Linked DNA regions of Mus musculus: region 1 is linked to region 2. A link is a contact called in public HiChIP or PLAC-seq data. All regions are on one chromosome and are shown on one strand. Each heading gives the region's core, a stretch centred on a gene start, on an enhancer-like site or on the middle of the called end of the contact. The rest is flanking DNA. Distances are from core to core; before and after follow the strand shown.

What was found. HiChIP or PLAC-seq counts read pairs in DNA pulled down with a chosen protein or histone mark.
Region 1: a contact with region 2 is called in an H3K4me3 HiChIP or PLAC-seq map of the SCID.adh cell line, with 11 read pairs. The contact joins two enhancer-like sites. A contact is called at or near these places in 2 of 484 Hi-C or Micro-C datasets (embryonic stem cells and trophoblast stem cells) and 1 of 115 datasets of contacts at active chromatin or transcription factors (the SCID.adh cell line).

Annotation. Positions count from the first base shown.
Region 1 is chr13:28,680,414-28,686,187 of GRCm38.p6, forward strand. All of the region lies in intron 3 of 2610307P16Rik (RIKEN cDNA 2610307P16 gene), which reads right to left. Among named protein-coding and RNA genes, the nearest start is that of Mir6368, 28 kb to the right of the region's middle. Within about 2 kb of position 4,103, at least 9 of the 459 cell types and tissues checked have an H3K27ac peak or open chromatin away from gene starts, as enhancers often do. A contact at or near this core is called in the SCID.adh cell line, where this site is marked.
Region 2 is chr13:28,518,568-28,524,757 of GRCm38.p6, forward strand. All of the region lies in intron 7 of 2610307P16Rik (RIKEN cDNA 2610307P16 gene), which reads right to left. Among named protein-coding and RNA genes, the nearest start is that of Gm40841, 100 kb to the left of the region's middle. Within about 2 kb of position 1,449, at least 29 of the 459 cell types and tissues checked have an H3K27ac peak or open chromatin away from gene starts, as enhancers often do. A contact at or near this core is called in the SCID.adh cell line, where this site is marked.

The DNA.
Region 1 (5,774 bases), core at 2,853-5,352, 160 kb after region 2:
TGTTTGACTACTCCTTCCTCTAGCATTCTTAAGATACTTATCTTCTTGCTCAATTTCCACCCAAACAATGACTAATCCATACTTGAAGAAGTAAGGTTGGATCTACTTTAAATTCATTTCAGATGTTTACAGAACTGTTCTGAAGCCTATGGTTAATAGATAGTAGAGCCTTCTAGATGCAGGTTCACTGGAGCGGTGTCTTCAGAGAAGGCTCTCATGACCTAGTACAGTATTTGGCTCACAGTAAACATCAATGGTCTTGTAAATTTTACTCTTAATGTAACTAAACTCTCAAATTTGGAGGTACTTTTCCTAGCAGGATCCTACAGATCCTATTGAGAAACCTCCTAACTATTCAACTGTCACCCTCAATCCAGCACCACTTAAGGATCACTCCTTGGCCCCAGACAATAGCTAAAACAGCAGGAGCCCTTCTTCCTGTTGTTTACTGTGCTATCCCAGGTCCACAGCAGTTCTCCCTGCTTGACCAATTCTATTTTGTTAGAATTCACAAAAGGCATCACCACTCCCCAGCTGTCAAATCTCAACAAGCAATTCTACTCAAAGAGTATCTCCAATCTGAAAGCACTAGATGAGAATAGGGCATTCTCATGATCTACTGTTTCCTGATTCCGTTGGCACCAAGTCATACAGGGCCTTGATTTGGCTTTTCAAGACATACCCCATCCCATCCCACATAGAAGTTCTAAGAAAAGACACTCCCATAAAGCTAGCTCCACACATTCATTTTCCATTCAGTCCTTTTTTGAAGAGGGCATCCTCAAGTCTACTACTGATCTCTGACCTTGAAGATGCTCCCTCTTAGAGCTTCGTTCAGCATAATGGGATGTTAATAGGCTGTTATGATTTACTCTACAAAAATCAATGGTGTAGATCCTGCTGGGGAAATAAGCCACTTTGGTGGGCCCAGCCACATGAAGAGCATTAAGTATCATCTGGTTCCTTGGGAATGAAAATTTATGCTATGCAATTCTGAGCTCTCTTTGAGCTGATTTTTTTTACTTGGATATTGAGTTCAATTTGCCTCCTTGTTTTAAGTAGCTGGGAAAACAAGAAAACATAGCTTGATCACCTTTCAATCTGGAAAACATCTAAAATATTATACAATGTTGAAAAGACAACATGTCTACAATGACTGATGGTAAATGGGCTGTGAATTTTGGGATGGAGCTGGCTGGCACCACACAGCACTTACTGCTTTGTTTTGTTTTGCTTTTGTGAGCAAAGAAAACAAAACTATATAACCATAGCTCCCCAGTAGATCAAAATAAAATATTGAAAGGAACACGGAGAAACTCAATTCACATCTTGATTTTTAAAAATTACCTTTCTTTGACTGAAAGGTCATTCTTGAATAGGGAAAGGATGTTAGTATGTGAGAATGGTCCGATTTTAGGATGAAACAGATATTTTTAAAAGACCATCTGGCTTTGAAAGAATGAGAGAAGAAAGGAAGGCCTTTCTAAACTTCTGTGGGTCACAGAAAACATCCTCTTTTATTTCAAGGTTATCTCGGGTGGACCGTGTAGTTAGAGTTGAAAGTCTTTCCATAGATTTCACACACTGAGCTTCCACGTATCTGAAAATTTACTATTACAAGCTTGGAGGTTCTTTCTACTCTCAGAGAGACACATAATTCAGGGGAACAAACGCTACTGGAGCAGTGTCCAGTCACCACTGCACAGACCTGAAGGTAACAAGGGAAGACGGTGGCAACCTTGCGGCACGAATGTTTCTTGTACAGTGATAATGAAAGAACAAGCTAGTGCTCTTTGTCGGCTTCTATTACTTTTCTGTTCTCTAAAATAAATTTTCTTCTACGAACTAAGCATTCCAACAGCCTGTTGTGGAAACTCTTTCCCTAGGGAGATATAAACAGGCATCGTCTCTCTCCTCCTAGAGCAGGGTACAGACACTAAACCAAAGTACATTTCCACTGAAGTTCAACTCAGAGACCCAGTAAGTTTACTGGGATTCCTTACATAGCATGGGTAACAAGTTACACACAGGAACATTAATGATCCCATGACAGCACACTAACAGAAAGTCTTACCACGGCATGAATAGATGTCATGGATAGAGTCTCCTCTTCAGTTAGCCTCACCACAGTCTACACACTGTTAGCTTCACCACAGTCTACACACTGTAGCACCTCCAAGATCAGGAGGCCACATCTAGTTAAGACAGAATTGCTTCTAGCTGCCTGGGAGATGCATGAGGAAGCAGCCAGAATCTCAAAATCAAATAACTCCCACCCACATCTACTATAAGGGAACATTACTAGTTAACATTACTAGTTAACTATGGGTCTCCTCAAGTAGTCACAGTTAATCTGATGAAAAGATGACTGCTATACTCAGAGCATAGTCCTCTAAAACATGCCCCTCCTCCAGAGGAAGAATACAGTATATCAAACATCATTATCATCTTCTCCTTGGGGAAGCTATCCCCCTCCCCCAGGTCTCCCTTAATGTACAAAATTTCCCTATTCCACATGCTTCACAACTGTCATTGTTTCTGCTTTTCTTTCCACCTCCTAGACAATAAGAAACTAAAGTGCATTGTTTTTAAATTACTAATATTTCTAAGTGCATTCTAACATATGGAAAAATTCAACAAGGTCGCCATGGTCCTTGACTTCAGAAAAATCCACAGGGAAGCTTTTACTAGCCAATGCACGGTCCAGGCACTAGGATGACAGCCAGAAACAAACCATGAACACACCAACCTTCACTGAACATTCAAAAGAGGCCCAAATGGATAAACTAATGAATAGCAAGGAACCAACCATTTCTGCTATTGCTTGATTTGAAATTTCACTCAATGAGATAAAAATAAGACATGCAAACATTCTGCTTTTACATATTTCTTTCAACATGGTAAACTTAAGATCAAGCATAATTTGCACAAGATCTAGAACAACAAAGCTGACATGCAATCTCTCTTTATCAATTAACAATCTCAAAAGCTGTAAGACACGGCCAATACGTCTCTATCTCGCTACTATTAAACACCATTACTAATGCACCATTGATGGGCAGCCATGATTATCTTCAAAAGTAGGAAAGCATCGTGAGACTAACGTTTAACAAAAATCAATCTCCTATACCTATCAATATTAATAACTAATACCTGTATAAAGCCTGTGTCTCCCCCAGTATTTTCCTCTTAAATGAATTCTCTCATTTGTACCCTCACATCTCATGGAAAATGGATAAAGATTTCATACAATCTGTTCTTAATAGTAATCTACATGGAGACCCATAGACTTTCTGTTACAACTGTCAAGCTGTAATTTCAAGCTCAACTTTAGAATTACAGATGCCAATATCAACACTAACATTCGCTATAATTGCATTATACCATCTACAAGAGAAGGTGAATTAAAAAAAAAAATTGAAGGCAAAAATTCTTATAATCTGAGCACCCAGGAAGTTGAAGCAGTAAGGAGGAACAAGGGTTCAAGGTCAACATCAGCTATGCAACAAGGCCAGCCTGAGCTTCATGAGACCCTATCACTACTACCATCATGATCATAATCATCACCACCATTACCACCACCACCACCATCACTGAACAGATCTCTCAAATCTAATCCAATTCATTCCAGCGCTGTGTATGCATCACCCACTCAACAACCTCAGACATCCAGAGGCAGATGAATACGTTGCTAACATTGAACTGCATTGCTATAGCAGTCAGACACCAAAACCTGCAATTTATTCACAAGCAGTCTCTGTAACTACCTCACTCATCTCTGCCTTACAAAAAGATGGTTTGTTAGATCTTACTGTATAGACAACGATAGTAAACCCGTGTTCTACGAGCTCCCTGAGGCCGCAAACTAGGTCACGCTCCCCATGCCCCAGTCCTGTCACCCTTCCCTGTTTATGGCAAGCACTTGGCAATTACACAATGCAAGAATGGACGGCGAAGAAGCTACAAGGCCAACATCTGGTTTAGGAGTGTTCAAGATGATTCCTGCTCTTCCACCAGTCTTCTACTAACTAGACTCTGAGCCATTTAAAGGCAGACACGCTCAGCCTTCCTGTGTAAATCATGTTCAGAGCCCCAGATGGTGTCATGCTCATGTGGCATGTGTGTTGCATCAATATTTGCTCATTGATTTGTTGCTCAAATACCAACCACTACTGAGTTGTGTTTGTCTGGCAAATCATGCAATTTTAATAATTAGTGTCTGAGGTAGGGAAAAAAAATATCTTTCAAAAAAGGCTGATGGTGAATGGGAAGTGCATAAAATTGGTCCATGGGAACTATACTAGATGAAAATACATTTTCATAGCAAATAAATAAAATGTGGGTGGGGGGGTAGGATGGTGGTAAGGCCGATATGGTGGCGCATGCCTTTAATCCCAGCACTCGGGAGGCAGAGGCAGGCGGATTTCTGAGTTCGAGGCCAGCCTGGTCTATAGAGTGAGTTCCAGGATAGCCAGGGCTATACAGAGAAACCCTGTCTGCAAAAAAACAAACAACAACAACAAAAAAAGGATGGTGGTAAATTTCCAAGAGTAACAGTAACACCCACTTTATTGTTATTTACATAGACACACGCTCTAAGGGACACATGTAAGACTGGAGAAATGGCTCTGTGGTTAAGTGTCTTTCTGTTCTAACGGAAAATCAGAGTTCAGTTCCCAGCAACCACCAGCAACCACCAGCAACCACCATGAGTGGCTCACAACTACCTGTAGTTTCAGTTTCAAGGGATCTGATATCTAATTCTAGCTTCCATGGGTACCACACATACAAGGCATACACACATAGAAAGGCAACACACAGCTGGGGAGGGGCGGAGGATTGACCACTTGCCAAGTAACCAAACTGGCATGGATACCATGCATAGACAGTACAGTAACCTATGTGGCTTCAAAATACAGAACCAACTGCTTGGTCTACAAAAGTAATAGGACTCAGTTTTAGATTTTACAAGCCCTAAATTTTTTTCTCCAGTTTTTAATAATTTTTTCATTTTTTTCTTTTATTGAAAACAAATTGTTTTCTCATACCATATGTCCTGATTATAGTTTCCCCTCCTCTCAGTCCCTCCCCATCTAACACCCTCCCCCCCACCCCCAATCCACTCTCTTTCATCTCTCATTAGAAAACAATAGGCTTCCAAGAGATAACAACCAAACGTGACAAATATATATAAGATGAAGCAAAAACAATCTATATATTATATAAATTAGTCTGACAAAAGCAAGTGCAATAAAGGATATCAGGCCTTGATACTGAATGAGGCATTCTGATAAAGCAAATCTCTAGTTCATTCCAGAGTAATCAGAAAACCACTCATGGTGTAGGACTTGTGACTGGCACGGAGCAGGGAATGAGTCAGGGAATCTCAGGGTGTGTGGCAGCAGTACACACTATCCAGGTAATCCCCACCCCCACCCTGTGGTGAGTACTGACCCTCTGGGAGAGCAGGTAGCCCATGTTCTCATACAATGGAGATGATTTAAGTCTTAATTTGAGGGGGGAGGAATTTTCATGCACTCATGTTTTTAATCATTACCCTTCCTATACAGAGCTTCAGAAAAGCAGCACCACAGGCCGTTAGGCATAATGTACATACATCCCAGGACATTCCCAGGAAACGATGCCCCACAATATAAAGCTTTGTATATATTCTTGCAATACATGACTTTGTTCTCAAAGAGATGCTCAGGCAAGAAAGGCTAATCACTCGAATGGTTAAGTTCTAGTTATTTGGGGTTATTTCTATATATCAA
Region 2 (6,190 bases), core at 199-2,698:
TCACAACCTCATGCTTTTGTGACAAGCACTTTGGCAACATCTCTCAGTCTCAGCTCTATGGCTTTACAGTCATGGAGGTGAAAGAGATTCCAACTAAGGTCTGTATACGTTTCTTGTCACTGAAAAAGCAAACATCTGACACAAACAACTAGGAAGAAATGTTTATTTTGACTCCAGGTTTCAGAGGACTCTGTCCGTACCTGCTTAGTCCCACACACTTGGCAAGAACACTGCAGCAGTGGGAATGCGTAACACAGAACCCTTTTCATTCTCAATACTTATAGAAAATAGAGAGATGGAGATAGGAAAGCATAAGATACCTTCAAAGACTCTTTTCCAGGTGACCTTCTTCCTCAAGCCAGACCCCACCTCCTAAAGTCTCCAGATCTTTTCCAAACAGTGTCATCTTCTAAGGACCTAACCTTTAACACATGTGTGGCGGAGAAGAGAAGTGTTCCATATTCAAACCATAACATCTTGCTGCCATTAAAATGTCTTCTCTTCACATTTAACATAAACGTAGAGGACAGACACAGACAGAAGTTTAAAATGGGATCAGTATGGAATCCAGCAGACCGTAGAACACCAAACTCTGCATGAGACTTCAGTGGGTGATTCACTGCCAAAATAGCCACAAAGAAAAGATAAATAACAGAGTCTTAATGAATCACCAAAAGGTTGTTTGTTTGGACGTATATAAACCTAAAAGAAGTTAACATAGAGTTTATCTGTGTGTGTGTGTGTGTGTGTGTGTGTGTGTGTGTGTGTGTATGTGTGTATGTATGTAAGTATGTATGTTTCCATGGGTACTCTGATGCATACACATGTAAAAGCTACATGTCAATATAGGGTGTCATGCCATCCTCATCCAATCTCCACATTTTTGTTTTGTCTTGTTTTGAGACAAGGTCTCTCAAGTGAACCTGGAGCTCACCACTCAGCTAGGCTGGCAGGTCAGTGAGCTCTAATGATCTGCCTGCCTCCACCTCTGCAGTTTACATTTTAAAAGAAAATAAACCTTTATCCTGGCCACCTGTCACAGAGCCATGCCCACACAAGCACACCCACAAATACAAACACCAGAGAAACAGTGTCAGAGTCAATTGACTCTAGCTTAAAAAAAAAAAAAAAAAAACAAACAAACAAAAAAAAAAACTCTATGTAAGTCTTCCACCAGCTTGAAATAAAAGAAACTGACCGGAGAGGCTGAGGAGGATCTGAGGGTTTAACTCTTTCCTAAAAGCAGAGAGCCAACCACACCTGGAGATTAATTAGCAGGTCTTTGATGTATCATCTGTCCTCTGCACAGCACCCAGTGGGGTGGAGTCATCAAAACATTTACAGTGCCTGGTGAAAAAATAATTTGCCGTGAGGTAATTTAGTGTAAGCTCAGGTCATGTCCCAGTCTTGCCAAACAGATGGAGCTGCCAAAGGTCCCTTCCTGTAGCTGTTCCTTTCACAATGATGTGCCTGCTCACATGCTTAACTCTCTGCCAACCTTGATCTGCTCAGGGTGTGTGTGTGTGTGTGTGTGTGTGTCGTTTGCAGGAAGAGCTTCACACACAACATCTTAGGTTTCCCTGGATTCCTCTTGGTAGTCACACTTGGTTCAAGAGCGTCTGGGAAGAAGAAAGAAGAAAGGAGGTGCTGTCTAGACCAGGACAGAGATGTCATTCCCCAGCATGCACAGAACATGTCCTGCCCTGTCAGAAGAAACAGCTGTGATGCCTGGTGCAAGTTCCATGCAGCTGCTGTTTTGTGGAAGATTTCAACTCCACATCATCCATAAAGTACAAAGAACTCTGTTCACCATGGGCTGCATGGGTAATGGGCTGGGATGTGTCTTTAGAGCAGAAGAAAATCTCTCAGGAGACTTTGGACATGCACTCTTACTCCAAATGTTCCTTCTGAGGTGACCAGGACATAAACTGAACTTGGCAAGTTCGCTTGTGAGATTGTGCAAATGCAGTTGAAAGAAGAGCAGGGACTGGTGCACCTCATCCTGCATGTGTTCCCAACACTGCTTCCCTAAGCGGCATGGAGAGAACGGCTCAGCAGTCTGGTACAGAGAACACCACATGGCACCGGTCATTTCTGTTCTCTGAAAGGTGCCAGACTATGAGCAAAAGCACAAATCATTTTTATTAAACTGGGTAAATTAAGGAAACTTCTTGCAGCCAATACACTTGTACCCACAGGAATGTATTGAAAAACTAAGATCCTGCCCGGTGCAATCCACAGAAGAAAACACACAGAGATCAACAAGGTTGATAAAAGGCACTGAGGCTGGTTTCAGGCCTGGGCAGAAATCGAGAAATGGCTTAAATAATCCATGTTGTTGTTATGCTGAACAGAATTCTCACACTGAACGCAATATATAAACACCCTGAAGACTCCTTCCCTGAAAGTGCTCTCCTCCTTACATCAAAGAGGGTTAGGGTAAGAAGGATACTTGAAGGAGACTAAAAGACAACAGGCAGGCAGAAGGAAAAAAAGGCTCACCAAATCCACAGCACAGCCCCGCAGCTCATTTTGAATAATGACGGATCCTTCGAGCATTGATTTTACTCACAACACTAAATTCACTCATTATGTAACACTACATTGCTTCTTAGGTTTAGTGAATAAATTATAAAAGTTTAAGTCACTGAATGAATTATAGAACCAAATGTGGGCTCTTTGTGTATGCCAAGAATAATGTGCTTTTTCCTCAGGTGAATAACCTTAGGATAAATATGAAGTTAATCATAATATCTCTAAATCATCATCTAGAATTGGAACAGTGTGCTCAGCCGTACCTGTGTGTATTTATTTATGCTATCATACTTACATAATGTTTACACCACACTCTTTTATCTTACATAATCATGTTTGTATGACTATCTAATTTGGTAAGCAAAGTTGGGAATTAGAATTCAATTGCTTAAGTAGGGCTGAAAGAGATAGCTCAGTGGTTAAGAGCATAAGCCCCATTTCCAGAAGACCCGAGTTTGATTTCTAGCATCCGCATCAGTTAAGTCAAGTTAAGTCCAGCTCCAAGGGAAATCAGACACTGCCGGACTCTGTGAGCACCTGAACTCACTTGCACATACACAGACACAGCCGAGAAACATGCAACACATGCACACACACACTAGGCAGACAGATAGATACTTTAATTATGTCCCAGTGCTGGGACATTTGTTTCTCAACAAATATGTGTGCACAGAGTTTCTCTTAAAGATATAAGTAAATTTGGGATAGGAAAGATGCCTCAGTGATTAAAAATGAAGAATTATTGCTATAGAAGCATGAAGACCTGAGTTCAAATCTCCAGGAGCTATAAAGCTGGATATGGATACACACACACACACACACACACACACACGCACGCACGCACACATTCATACTCACTCATGAACATACATTCATATATGCATACACACCACCCAAATCTAAACATACATGAAAATATAAGTGAACTCTACCCAGTTGATCCTTGTTAGTTACAGTCCTCACTGCAGTTGAGGATATCTGTGATTAACAATGGGAAAACCATTTCCCTTGAGATCATGGAAAATTCAACTGAATTCAATTATGGAACATAATTGAAGAAGCAGTAAGTCAAAACATATACCATGCCCTTCATACACAGCCATCTGCAAAGTTTCTCACAGACACAAACTATTTAACATCTTGTCACAGGCAGCTTTAAGACTCTCCTGGGAGTTACAAGTTAGTTAAATGCATATTTTGCCGTCCCAGTAAAAACCCCAAATGAGTACATTTCAGGTACTAAGCCAACAAGTACTAGCAATGGGCTGCCATATTTATGGAGAAGGATAGCTCACAAAAAAAAAAAAAATGAGAGAAGCAGTGATTGATGGGTTCTTAGGCAACAAGGAAAGAAATGCTTGTATGCAACAACATAGCTACAGAATTTCAAGGAGGACGATCAAGAAGCAGCATCAGAAAACAGTACAGGAAAACGTACTGCACTGGGTGTGCACTGGATGTGGCTCGGGTTACTCCTGTTCCCTCTGTAGGGATACAGCTAGGCAAATTCGAATGTATCAAGCCAAACAGGAAACACTGAAGGAGAAAGAGAAATCTCCAGACCTGGCTCATAGCTGCTCAGTAAGTTTCTGTGGAACAAACAACTGTTCCAAAGAACAAGAAGAATGTAGAAGGAGGAGACACAGCAAGGACCAAGGGGAGAAGAAGAACAGTATTCAGCACCTCTGAGCACATCCCACCCCACAACACTTGAATAAAAGCATGCAAGGGCTCTGAACAGCAGCATCTTCTTCATGTCAAACAGCTGGCCATAGGGATGATTTACTAACTTAGCGGTGAGATACATCACTTTCCTGTCTCGTTGGTACTCCAGCCTTGCTGTCTCTTGGTCATCTCTAGCCTCGTGTACCTACCCAAACTTCCTGTTGACTAACGAGAATATTAAACTCAAATATTAATTGTAACCACCACCATCAAACAGCACTTTTTATACATTGTGGAGACTAACAGAGTTCGACTCTCTCCCACCTGAAACCAAATGCCTTCAGGTTTGGCTTATAGGGGCTCTGAGAGTTTCTGCTAAACAAGTGCAAGGGAACAAATGAGAAAAAAAAAAAAAAAAAACAGTTCCAAAGGACAGGGCTGAAATGAAAAGAATCTTTTACACACACACACACACACACACACACACACACACACACACACCCCTCTAATTGTTACACATAAAACAACTCTAAAGACAGAATTATTTCAAATACTACATAAAAAAAGCTTAAATTTCTAATCAGTAAATAATAAACTGCTTCATGTAAATTAGGACAAGGATCAAGACCATAATAAATCATAGGCATGAAACTTGAGCCTTGGTAATCTACTGACTTGGTATTTCCTTTAACTCAGCTTTCCCAGCTTTCCCGAGATTTGCTTTTTCATTAAGGGTGGTTCTAGGTGAAGGCCAACAGAACACTATATACAAACACAAAATCCTCTCCCTTTCTCCACAACTTCAGGGTCGCTACACCCAGCTGAAATTTAAGGACACCTAGAGGACTTTGACAGACTATTCTAAATGACCAAACCACTGAAACACTTTCCTATCCTCTAACAATCCTCCCAGTTATAGTTTAAAGCTATAGTCCTAAAACCAAGGCATACTACTTAAAATTAATGAAAAAGTACAAGCTTATAAGTAGATATGTACTCCTAAAAATACTTCCTATGCCAACTAAAGCCCAAGCCAAAGTTCTCAGGGAGCCATGGGCTATTAACTTGGCACACTGAGTAGTATTGCAAGGTGGTAATGGAGCCAATGGTTCTGGTCTTCAAACCCCACTAGGTTCATAACTTTGGTGAGTGATCTATCCTGTTGTGTCTGGTTCTCCTCCTGAATGGAACCATGAAGGTGCCTGCTCTGTTGAGCAGTGCATACTAAGTGTGCAGACAGAAGTACACACAGCATATCTGTACATGACAGGAGATGCCACTTAAACCATCACCTTCATACGTGCCCTAACTTTTGATTATACAAGTAAGGCAGTCTTGAAGAGGAGAGATGCTTCTCCATGATCATATCTCTGCAAAAGATTCAGTGCATTGGGGATCTAGAAGGCAGTATCAAAAGATGATCCAAACTGGGAGATAGCTCACTGAGTAAAGCGCTTGTCCTTCAAGCCTGACCATCTGAGTTTGAATGCCCAGAACCCATGGAAAGTTAGATGTAGTGGTGCCAGTACACTGATCACAAGATGGGAGCCAGGTACAGGAAAATCTCTGGAAGCCCATGGTCTGGTGGATCAATATATTCAAGAATCAAGAACAAGCAAGAAACCATGCCTCAGACAACATAGGAGGTTGGGGTCACAAACTCACTGACAAAAGGCAGAATCCTTAGGTGACCAGGCACCTAATACTCAACATATGGGCTACAGTCGGTTTCCTCTCATAATTACATGACTGATGGTCAGCCATGGCTCCCTGTGTCTAGTCACCATTACCAGAGCATTTCACCACATACTGCTAACCTGGGACAAAACCCAAAATCTGAAGCACAGTTTCTACAAAAATGTGAGTCACATTTACACTCTGATAATGTGCTGAGTCACTGTGGAACTGTCCTTAAACATGGATTTTATATCTATATTCATGTAAGGAAATCACAGATAGGAATTACACTCACTGAATTTCCATTAGCTTT